Regions from separate parts of the Astyanax mexicanus genome. Here region 2 is linked to region 1. A link is a contact called in public Hi-C data. All regions are on one chromosome and are shown on one strand. The core of a region is the stretch at or near the end of the contact, and the rest is flanking DNA. Distances in the headings are between cores, read along the strand shown. Region 1 overlaps LOC125792704 (a long non-coding RNA gene). Region 2 holds the start of cdkn1ba (cyclin-dependent kinase inhibitor 1Ba).

What was found. Hi-C and Micro-C count contacts between places; a contact is called where the count stands out from the background.
Region 2: a contact with region 1 is called in a Hi-C map of muscle, with 20 times the contacts expected there. The contact joins the promoter of cdkn1ba here to the enhancer-like site in region 1. A contact is called at or near these places in 2 of 3 Hi-C or Micro-C datasets (both in muscle).

What each region holds. Positions count from the first base shown.
Region 1 is chr2:12,028,131-12,033,548 of AstMex3_surface, forward strand. All of the region lies in intron 1 of LOC125792704 (a long non-coding RNA gene), which reads left to right. Among protein-coding and RNA genes, the nearest start is that of LOC125792704, 25 kb to the left of the region's middle. Within about 2 kb of position 2,056, the one cell type or tissue checked has an H3K27ac peak away from gene starts, as active enhancers do.
Region 2 is chr2:12,094,120-12,099,342 of AstMex3_surface, forward strand. It overlaps cdkn1ba (cyclin-dependent kinase inhibitor 1Ba), which reads right to left and starts at 2,651. Exons shown (of 3, transcript XM_007232275.4): 1 at 1,675-2,651; 2 at 725-855. The coding sequence starts at 2,182. The coding sequence ends at 749. cdpf1 (cysteine rich DPF motif domain containing 1) reads right to left here. Exons shown (of 4, transcript XM_007232276.4): 4 at 4,775-5,223.

The sequences.
Region 1 (5,418 bases), core at 806-3,305:
GTGTTTTTGACTTCTAAAAAACGTATGATCTGAGCCGCTACGTCATCATCTGCCTGAAGCTGTGTTTATGCTCTCAGAGCTGTATTGGTTTTGAATGGGCTCCAAAGCTCCAGGGCAGGCGGGATAGGAGGGTATAGTATATAACTTTGTGAAGGAGGAGGAGGAAGAGGAGGAGAGGGGGGGGGGGGGGGGGGGTTCAGGAAGAGCCAGCGATGACTCACTGAACAGTTCTAATCTCTAATCCACATCAGCTGACCTGCTCTGACCCCTGGAGTCAGAGTTTATTGAGTGGGCACTGCTTTATTTATGCTGCAGATTTTCAGGTTTAATGAACAGGTGTGATGCTCTTCCTCAGAGCAATATGATGTGACTGCCAAAACAGCTCTGTTTGTGCATGTTAGAGAAAAAGAGAGGAAGAGAGAGCTGTAGAGAGAGAGAGAGAAAGAAGGAGAGGAGAAAAGTATACTTGCAACATTCATAGCTCCATGCTGATCTAACTGGATCTTTCTTTTTCTTTCTTTTTATAGTCATAATTCCCTGTACCAGATACACTTAATAAGAGTCATTAACTAACACAGCTTGACAATATTCACTGACATGCCAAAAAATCATGGAGCAGAAACAATATCCTGTCCCATGACTTTTGGCATGTCCCACAGAAGCTAAAAAATGCTGCACTGGCCTGAAGGACATACATGTGGGCTCTTTTGCATTAAGCTTGTGTGCGCATGTGTGTTCACATGGACAGTTCCAGCCAGACATTGCTGGTCATGATCATTACTGTTCACTTTCCGCTGATCTTGGTAATGCCAATTTTCAGGTTTAATGCGTGTTTAATGTTTAATACTTTATAACTACAGTACAGGTGTGGGCAGTCCCAACACTACAGGATCAGTTTTCACACAATGCTATCCCATGATCTTTGGCGTGTCAGTGTTTATATATATTTGTGACATTTTGAAAGCATGTGACATATACGCACACTTATTTAAAACTTTGATAGTCTTTATATTATTTAGCCTGATCTCAACATACACTAGCATAATATACACTACTGCACATACGTTTTAACAACTACTAGCACCAGATTGCTGGTTCGAATCCTGTTCATGTAGCTTGTCATCAGCTTCCAGAGCCCAATTGACCTTGCTCTCTCTGGGTGGGTAGATGGCGCTCTCTTCCCTCATCACTTCTAGGGTGATGTCGATCAGCACAAGGCATCTGTGAGTTGATGTATTGGAGTCGCTGCACTTTACTCCAAACGCGCTGTGATGCTACTTGGTAATGCTGCAGCAGGGATATAGAGCTGAGTAGCATCTAAATGACTGGGACAATCAGCCTAGCTAAAAACATGAAAAAGTTAGAAATAAAAATAATAAAAATTTGAGGGAAAAACTAGGGAAGGGAATTCTTATGCTGGGTTCCTTTAAACTCACATTTCAAATGTTAAAATTGAAATTTATGTCAGACACGAGTTGCTCTAGGTCAGCATTGCTTACAATGCATTATGCAGTATGTATTTTGAACATTTAAACTACATAGAAACATCTCCACAGGTAGAAGTAGGACAGGACTGTGTGTGTGATTGATCTAAGGAGATTAGATAGATAGATTTAATAAAAATCTCTAAAATATTTATAGTAGTAAAAATATTTTACTACTGTTGACATGGGGGTACTCGTGGTGGGTGGGGCTCCTAGTAGAAATTCCAACATGTAGGAGCGTTCTAGTTAAAAATTTTCATCTGGAAACTAGGAAATAAAACCGACATCCGAGCTTAAATGGAACGCAGCATTGTTATAGACCTAATATGTTTCCAATATATGATATTTAAATGCATGCAATACATATGTGCATAGTGGATATAAACAAAAAGTGCAATAAAAGGGCAAACCTCTCCAAAACTGGGATGAAGATGCATCCGATGTCTGTTTGTGGCAATTGCACCATGCACAGTCCTCCACTGGAGGTCAGCTGTACATTTATCAGTTGGCCGCTCATAAGGTCCGCCTGCAGACTGCGGGGGAAGAGTTGGCGCCAAAAAACTCAGACCACTTGGAACTCCAGCCAGAAGACATGCCTGAGACACCTTCACACAGATCAAATGAAGAGCTTTCCTCCCAACTAAGAGCTTTAATAGTGATGGACTAGAGTAACTTTTAGTGCTTAATCCACTCGCCCAGGGCAGCCATGACGGTCAATTTAAGGAGACCACTCGGGGCACCCATCTCTCCACTGGACCAGTTATTCAAAAAGATCAGATCACCATATCTCTGAACCCCATATCTCTGCTTTTACTTGATCTATCAGACCCACTGAACCCTTCTAGTTTAGCTTGACACAATAAATGTTTTTTTAATTGGGTGTAATATTATACCAGAAATACTTAATATAAATTATAATATTGTAATTTTAAGACTTACACACTAATAATCTTGCACACTAGTCACATGTCACTCATTCTAACACATTTGCAGCCAACACACACATCCCCACACACTTTACCTCCTGCATTTGACCCCAATAACACCTGCATTCAATCCTCACCATCTCCTTCACTGATGCCAAGAAGATTAACAACCAACTGTCTCTATCTCTCTATTTCTCACTTTCTGTCTCTTTCTCTATCACTCTCTCACTGTAGAGGCAAATCCTTTAGTTAAGGTGAAGCAATGGTTTACTCGCGCCATGTCGTTGAGTCAGATAATTATCCATTTTCCACTCCACAGGATGTTTTAAAGGAAAAAACAAACTTTATTTCCACGTTTCCACAAGTACAATTAAAAAACGTACAGTTAAAGTACAGTTAAAAAGTACAGTACAGTTAAAAAACGCTGGCCACGGTAAGAAAACCGTGTGCTTCCACAGCTGATGGCTCTTAACAAAACTCTCTCCATGCACGCTAATCACTGCTTTCCCCCAATAGCGTTTCTCTTAAAGAGACAGTACCCGTTTACATTGAGACTGCAGTACCACACAATGAACTAACAAATAGGGAAAACTTACTTGCCTAGATATTAATGAACTACATATTACACAAACTAAAAATGGTCTCATTCAGTAAAAACTTCTCATACCAATAACCACAAAATAAAATTAACATAATTAAATAAACATAAATAACAGCTTTGATTAGTTTCAGTACGTGGCCCATACACTCACTTTCACGCTCTTTCAGTCATCAAAAAACATAATAAAAAAAAGCAGTAATAATAATAACTGGGAATAACAGGGAAAGTACAAAAAGCCAGCAGGGCTTGTATTAGGCACTTTCCTATTGTATTTAAACAAATTATATTTTAAGTTAATATACAAAATATGAAGTAAGGGAAGTAGAGCTGTTGTTTCTCTTTTTTATTAGCTTATTTTTCTCTTTCTTGATCCTCCTCCCTCTCTCTCTCTCTTTCGCTCTCTCTCTCACCCTTACTTTCTCTGAGATGTTGTTTCTCTTTTTTTATTACCTTTTTTCCTCTATCTTGTTTCCCTCTTTCTCTCTCTCTTTCTCTCTCTCTCTCTTTCTCTTCGCAACCAGCTTAAATATGATTTACAAGCCACTCATCTATACACTCTAGAGAACATATCAATGTGTGTGTGTGTGTGTGTGTGTGTGTGTGTGTGAGCCTGTGTGTACTAGGAGGTGGAGGAGGGTGAATGGTCTGTGTATCTGTGGCCCATAATTTTGTGTGATTTAGCTCTTGGTTTAGTGGTTTCGGTTCAGTATCGTATCCCCAAATGGTAGTTATCCTCCCATTGTGTGTCAGCATGAGTGTGTGTGTGCGTGCGTGTGTGTGTGTGTGTGTGTGTGTGTGACATTGTGTGTGTGTGAATGTGAGTGTTCAGCTGCAGGCTACAGTGAGCAGTAGTAGTACGTGCTCCTGCACACTACTGTGCCAGCCTAAGCAGTGTGTGTGTGTGTGTTTGTGTGTGTGTGTGTGTGTTTTAACACGCAGTCCTCCCTCTGCAGGGCCTGGAGGTCCTAAGTGAACTGCTGTTGTCCCAGGCAGGCTTTCACACTCATTTCACCCGTGGTGCTTTTTCAGAGAAACGTATTGTCTAATCATGCTATTCATAATCTTGGTTAATCAGCAGTGTTCTGCCAGTGACCTAATTGCGTTAGTTATGGTGGCCATATTTTGTTTTTTTTTTAAGATGCAGAACACTGGGGTCATGTGGGTGTTCATAGTGGTGTGGTATGGTGGCTGGAGGGATTCAAGTAAGCCTGAGTGGTGTGGTAGTACCGTGGCAGTGCATGTGTTAGAGTGGAGGAAGGAGTTTAAAATCTCTAAAATCATGCTACTAAGACAATACATAAATGTTTACTCAAATATAACCAATACTTATAATAAATAACCTTTAGTAGTCTGATTTGCTATTTTCATTTCACATGTATGTATCCTAAAATATAATTAACCCTCCTGTAATGTTCATTTGTCAGAACAAGCAATGGTGTTCCCGGGTCATATTGACCCGTCGCATGTTTAATTATCCAAAAGATATCTGAACAAAATCCTAACAAGCAGTGTGAATATTTCATGACTAAATGCACTGCTAATTATTATCAATATAATCAATATTTAATGCAAATGTTCCTAATCTCTAACAGGTAATGGGTCAATTAGGATAATTCACTCGTTTTTCATAAAAAACAACTTTTTTTAATGTTTCACTACTTTTTTACTTTTGAAAGACCAACATATAAAACAGTAGTTTTATATAACATTGAAACATAACATTGCAGTTTTGTTATTTTCATATTTCATACATTGAATAAACTAAGTAAGGGAAGCAGAAGGGGTTTCATACTGAAAGAATTTTCAAACTTCAAGATGGGTCAATTTGACCTGTAACATAACAGGAGGGTCAATAATAATGCAAAAAAAAGGTGTTTTAATTGTTTTTAATTTTGTTTCACATAGTTGAGTATAATCACAGTCTGATTTAGGCATTGTTTGTTATGAGCGCCTATGACTTTATCAGTCACTACCTGTGTTAGTTGGTTATAACTGTTAGTTGCTGAATTACATGTGCTCCTCTGAAAAAGGTTTACACAATTTTACAAAACTTTACACAGGTCTTATAAGTAAATAAGGATTAATTTACTTAATTCATTATGTACAGTGTCAATCAAAATGTTTGAATCATAGAGGCTTAGAGATTAAAAGCGGAAACCACATTGCATCTCACGATATAGAATTTTTTTCACAATACATTGCTCCTGATAATAAGGATATTATGATACTGTGATTCAGCAATACTCACTATATCACAAGACAAATTTTGTAGCATACTTCACTACATCTGTAAACTGAAGAGAAACTCCACCACATGGAGTTAAGAAGCAGTAACTTTAGTAAATCTAACTGGAGGAGTTTAGATTGTATGTGTTTCAATAAAAATATCGATAATATGATAATTATA
Region 2 (5,223 bases), core at 1,401-3,900, 67 kb after region 1:
CAGACACTTTAAGACTACAGTACATTAATATTGCATCTATGAGACATTGCAAACTATGCGACAAACATTATGAAGGGTGTTATAAGCTCTCTGCAGCAGATGATGTTGTCTATTTCCAAAAAATAAGTCATCAGGGATAGCATTAATAAATGACACAGCCACTATACAGATGTTTGCATGCGTGCGTGAGGCTGGAGAGTATGTTTCTAGCACCCTCCCACACAGACACACACAAACACACTCGCACACATATACACACCCAGGGTGTTCATGACGTCTTACTACACTGTTGTTCACTGCACAGGCATTTTGTTTACAACGTGAAAGGCAGCTTTTAGGATAAAAGGTAAATGTTTTTGCACTATTTGCACATTAATCTAGACTTTCTTTGCAAATCTCCTTTATGCAGTAAAAGTAATACTAGGGATTAGTCTTGTGAGTGTGTGTGAGTTCTGTCTTCACTATAATTAGTAGAAACAGTATCTGAACGCTCTGGTCCAGGTTTGCTAAAGCAAGTAAAGCAACAGTTGTTTTAAAATACAAGTACACTACGTTTTAGTTTTTTTTTTTTTTTACTACGTACAAAAGCATTTTGAAATGACTGTCTGTGGCGATAGGTATACTACACTACACTACAGTTACAGCACAGATGTGCTGCAGTGTTCAGTGATTATTTGCGCACAGCAGCTTAGTGCGTAAACAGATAGTAAGTAACGTTACTCACCTTTGCTCCCACAGGGCCTCGCTTTTACGTGTTGGGAGGAGGTGATTTTCTGGGGGTCTGCTCTGGTGGACAGTGGTTGGCTTCCTCCGCATCACTGTTCCCGTTCACTCTTTTACTCTGACTGGCTCCATCTGATTTTAAGAGGAGGGAGAAATGCAATTAGCTCTCTGTCTGGCACGTGCACTATTGCGTTTATCAAAATAACAGCTGCTTTTAAATGGCAAGTGTTTTGGTTTAAAAAGTAGTTAGCTAGCTGAATGCAGAGTAACTTAGTGCATGTGTTAAGGCGCATGGTACACGCAATGTTTTCCCCTTACTCTTTTTTCCCTCCTTTTTTAGTTGCAAAAAGTAGAGGCAGCAATGGCATGCAAAATGCCTGCAAGCTTTAATTATTATTATTTCATTTAATTTTTTGCTTTTGTTTGTTTTTAACAGCAGTTCATCTACATAGACAACGTGTGGCACGTATAGCCTGCTAAGTCCAATAGCTGTAGACATTAATGTAGCAAAAAGAGTTTTCGATTTTTTTTTTGTTTGTTTTGCATTCAATATTGTTGTTTCTCTTTAACTTTACTTATATTGAATGTGTATATGTGTATTTTATTTTTATAGAAGAATTCCTATAGCTTGTCCTGTGTTCTAGTATTGCAGAATGGGACATTTAAATAGTAACAAATATATTTTTGTACATAAAAGCATTAAGTGTAATTGATTAAGTGTTCGAACTTCAACGCTAACCGATATGAGAGAATGTTAAATTAAGGTTGGTTAAAGGTTGTAGGTTATTATTTCAATTATCAACATTAAGTGATGCAACATAACAAAAGAAAAACGTGTTGTTTTCTATTAAGGTAACTCCCCCTCGCATATACTAACTGTATAACCATTTTTTTTATGCCCGTTTATAAAATAATTATTTGGCTAGCTTTAGATTAGTTAGTTTTGATTACCCTGCTGCTCCGTGGAGCGTCTTTTCCTCGTTACCCCCCTGCAGTCCGAGCGCGCAGCCGTGCGCTCCGTGCGCACTCCCGCACCTCCACCACCTCCACCTCCATCACTGCCACCGCCTCCGTCTACGTCCTCCTCGCTCTGGTTAGGCGGACTCGGACTCGGGCTCGGGCTGCTGCGCCTCGGAGCTCTCCGTCCGCTCCGCCCGGGCTCTGATCCGCGCGGCGGCCTGCTGTAAAAGTCCGGCACACTCCTCCCGTCCATCGCCTCCCACACAAACTGCCCGGGGGCGAGCGGCTCGTCCCGCGCGAAGTCGAAGTTGTACTTGTCCCGCAAAGCGCGCTCCTGCTCCCGCAGCTGCTCGGTGCAGTCCCGCCGGAACTCCGCCGAGTCCGGTGCAGCTCCGCCGCCAAACAGGTTCCTGCGCACCGGGAGCCTCGTGTGGTCCGCGAGCCTCGCGTCCACCCTCTCCAGCGGGGGGCTTCCGTTAGACAGGCGCACATCGGACATTTTTTCTACATTAAAAAACTGGGTCCCAGAAACTAAATGCGAACTGAACGAGTATAGAATGATTCAACAAAAACAACAACAGCAGCAGCAGCTGCACAAGTCCGTGCGCTCGCGCGAACTATGAAGGCAAACACAAGACGACTAACTAGCAATTTAACGCGTAACCGTAACGCTCCTCCCGTCAGAGCCGAGCGATTCGCAAATACGCTGAAGAAGAAAAGCGCGCATCCAAAAAAAGAGCATTTAAAACGACAGTAAAGAAAAAGAAGCGAAAACGTTGGAAAAACGAGAGCAGCTGGTGCGCGCGCACACGCAAGAAAACGTAGGGTAAAAATGCGCAGCGCAGAACAAGACACTCCTATCTGCTCCGTCTCGTAGTAAATCCGAGAGAAAACCAGGCACAGTCATTCGAGCGCCCAATATGGCGATCGCGAGCACAGCAAGTGAAAAGAAGAGGCTCTCTGACAGCGATGGCTATTTAAACACAGCGCTTTTCATTGGTGCAGCTCCGCGGGCGCCGCCCATCTCTTAAAAGGAACCGAGGGCAGGATCTCAAATGGCGCCCTGCAGTCACTCCCTATATAGTGCACTACAGAGGTCACGGGGAGTTACGGCTTCTGCACGCAGACTTTTTTTACACAAAGGTGTGAAAATTATTCACACTCATTACTCTGTACATAGAAGTATACTAGAGTTAAAAAAATACCTTAATAGTTAAAGTATAAACTCAAGCTTTTTACTTTTTTAAGTAAAAGTATAAAGTACTGTTTTTTAAATTACTTAAAATATAAAAGTAAAGGTTATGTAAAGGGGAAAAAATTTAATTGATTACAAAAGCTTAGACTGAGCCACAGGGTCCTATTTTCAAAACACATATTTCTAAAAGCCATAATGACTATAATGTTATATTAAAATGTTAATGGACTAGGCTCCCTACCTGTTTCAGCTTCAAAATATGCTAATCAAAAATTACTGCATTTTAGTACAATGTAAATATATCAAATAAGCTTAACTGGGATATTTCACTCAAGTTCTCTTGAGTCTCTGCACAGATCACCTTCATACTTGGCTACATACGTCTGCTATGTTGTTGCTGGAGTGTGGGCGTGATGTGCAGGTGTGATGGATTGTATAAACACAAAAGGGTGTTGTAATGGTATATGTTTATACTTTTCATCCAACCACAATTAAATAAATTCACTCTATCCTGATGGAAAGATTTATCTGGATAGGGTTTAAATTTTTAACGATAAGAAGTCGCTCCTTAATTTTCTTTTCTTTTTCTTTTTTTTTTTTGCTTCTGCAGGTCTGTTCTATTCTGTTCCATCCATTTTAACAATTAAAATGCTGTAAATAAATGTTTTACATTCAATAAAAAATAGTTCTAAATTATATATAATTCAATTTTAAATTTGGCATCAATATTCAAAAAAGTAAAGGGAAGTTAATTTTATATAAACAACCATGCAAAAATCACAGCGTGAATTTGAATACTAATGAACAGTTTTGTCAGCAAACCTTAAAGCACATGAAATCTGCAGTCATAAAATAAACAAAAAATGTAAAAAAAAATAAAAAAAAACCTGCCAGTAATGTTGATGGAAGTTCAGAAAGGTGTTGCCAAAATGTTTACACAAGAATGTAAATACCAAAATTAAATTATTACCAGTAAAAAGAAAACTTTAGAATTTGTAACATTTAAAACAAAAATAACAAAAAAAAATAAAACATGCAAATCATAAATTATCAAAACTGTACAAGCACATGAAGCAGTGTACCCCATACGTAAATAACTACATGTCCAGTAGAGAGGCATTTGCAATTGCATGACGGACTCCAGCAGACTACATTAAATGTTCATTTTCTCTGTTTGTTGCTTTGAAAAGTCCTGGTTTAATGAGGTTTTTTTTCTGCCATGCTCAGTGTATAAAACTCATTACTTTTTATTGCCAACAGTGAGGTCATGGTTGGCAACTAGCTTATCTCTGGTAGACTTTGTAACTATCAGTAAGTAGTTCAGATCCCGAGTCATATCAGTAGCCTTTCTTTGGCGTTGCAGTTTTTTTTACTCCCTAGAAACAGCCTGCATGAATTTCAGAAGGTCACAGTGTTGAAATATCTCATCATATGAGCTCATCCTTTTCTATTCTTGGTGTGCTGAGTCTGGGTGAATGTGTGAAAGAGTGTTTTGTTGTGGCTTCTTGTATTTTTTTAATTGTTACTAAAATTATCTTATATTTATTACATTGTAATGCTAATACGTTTTAATGGCAAAACTGACTACTACTATAGTACTTACACACATCCAACTCAAGATGAAATTATAAAATAAATTAATAAATAAATAACTGTTAAAATGTTTGCAGTGCAAAATGTAACAAAATGCAACAAGAGCAGGTATAGTTAAAACGTGCAATTATATGAGGGATGCCTTCCAATAATACTGACAGAATAAATCTCCTATATAGTACAAAATAACAAAATATATATTATATTGTGTGCAACATTGATTATGTACACTTTTAAATATGGTGTTATTCACATAAATCACAACAAAAGTGACATATTAATAAGAGCTGTAAAAACAACCACAACAGTTGAGAATCAGTTTAATGACAAACGAGGCAATTATGAAATCTAATAATGCATATCAATAATGGGTAACTGCTGTTGCGAAACCTGATGGTTGGTGTAGGAATAAGCCAGTATGTGACTTAATGAACAAGACATGTAACGACTCTAATGGTTAACACAAGCGACATTACTTGTAAAACTGGTAAAGCTGTGGTTGTTTATAGGCAACCGTCTTTAAAGCCAAGTTGGTGACTGGGCCTTTAACTTCTTTAAATATTTTGAGCAAGTGCAAGAGCATGGGCAAAGGTAAAAAATGAGCCAATCATAGTACAATTAGGCCTAGAGGACATTAAAAACACTAAACATATATTTTAAAAATAAACTACAACACAAATATTAAAGCAGCATTAAGTTTCCCCTACAGCCAGGAATGTAATTCACAAACTGAGCCACTACTAATAGACACG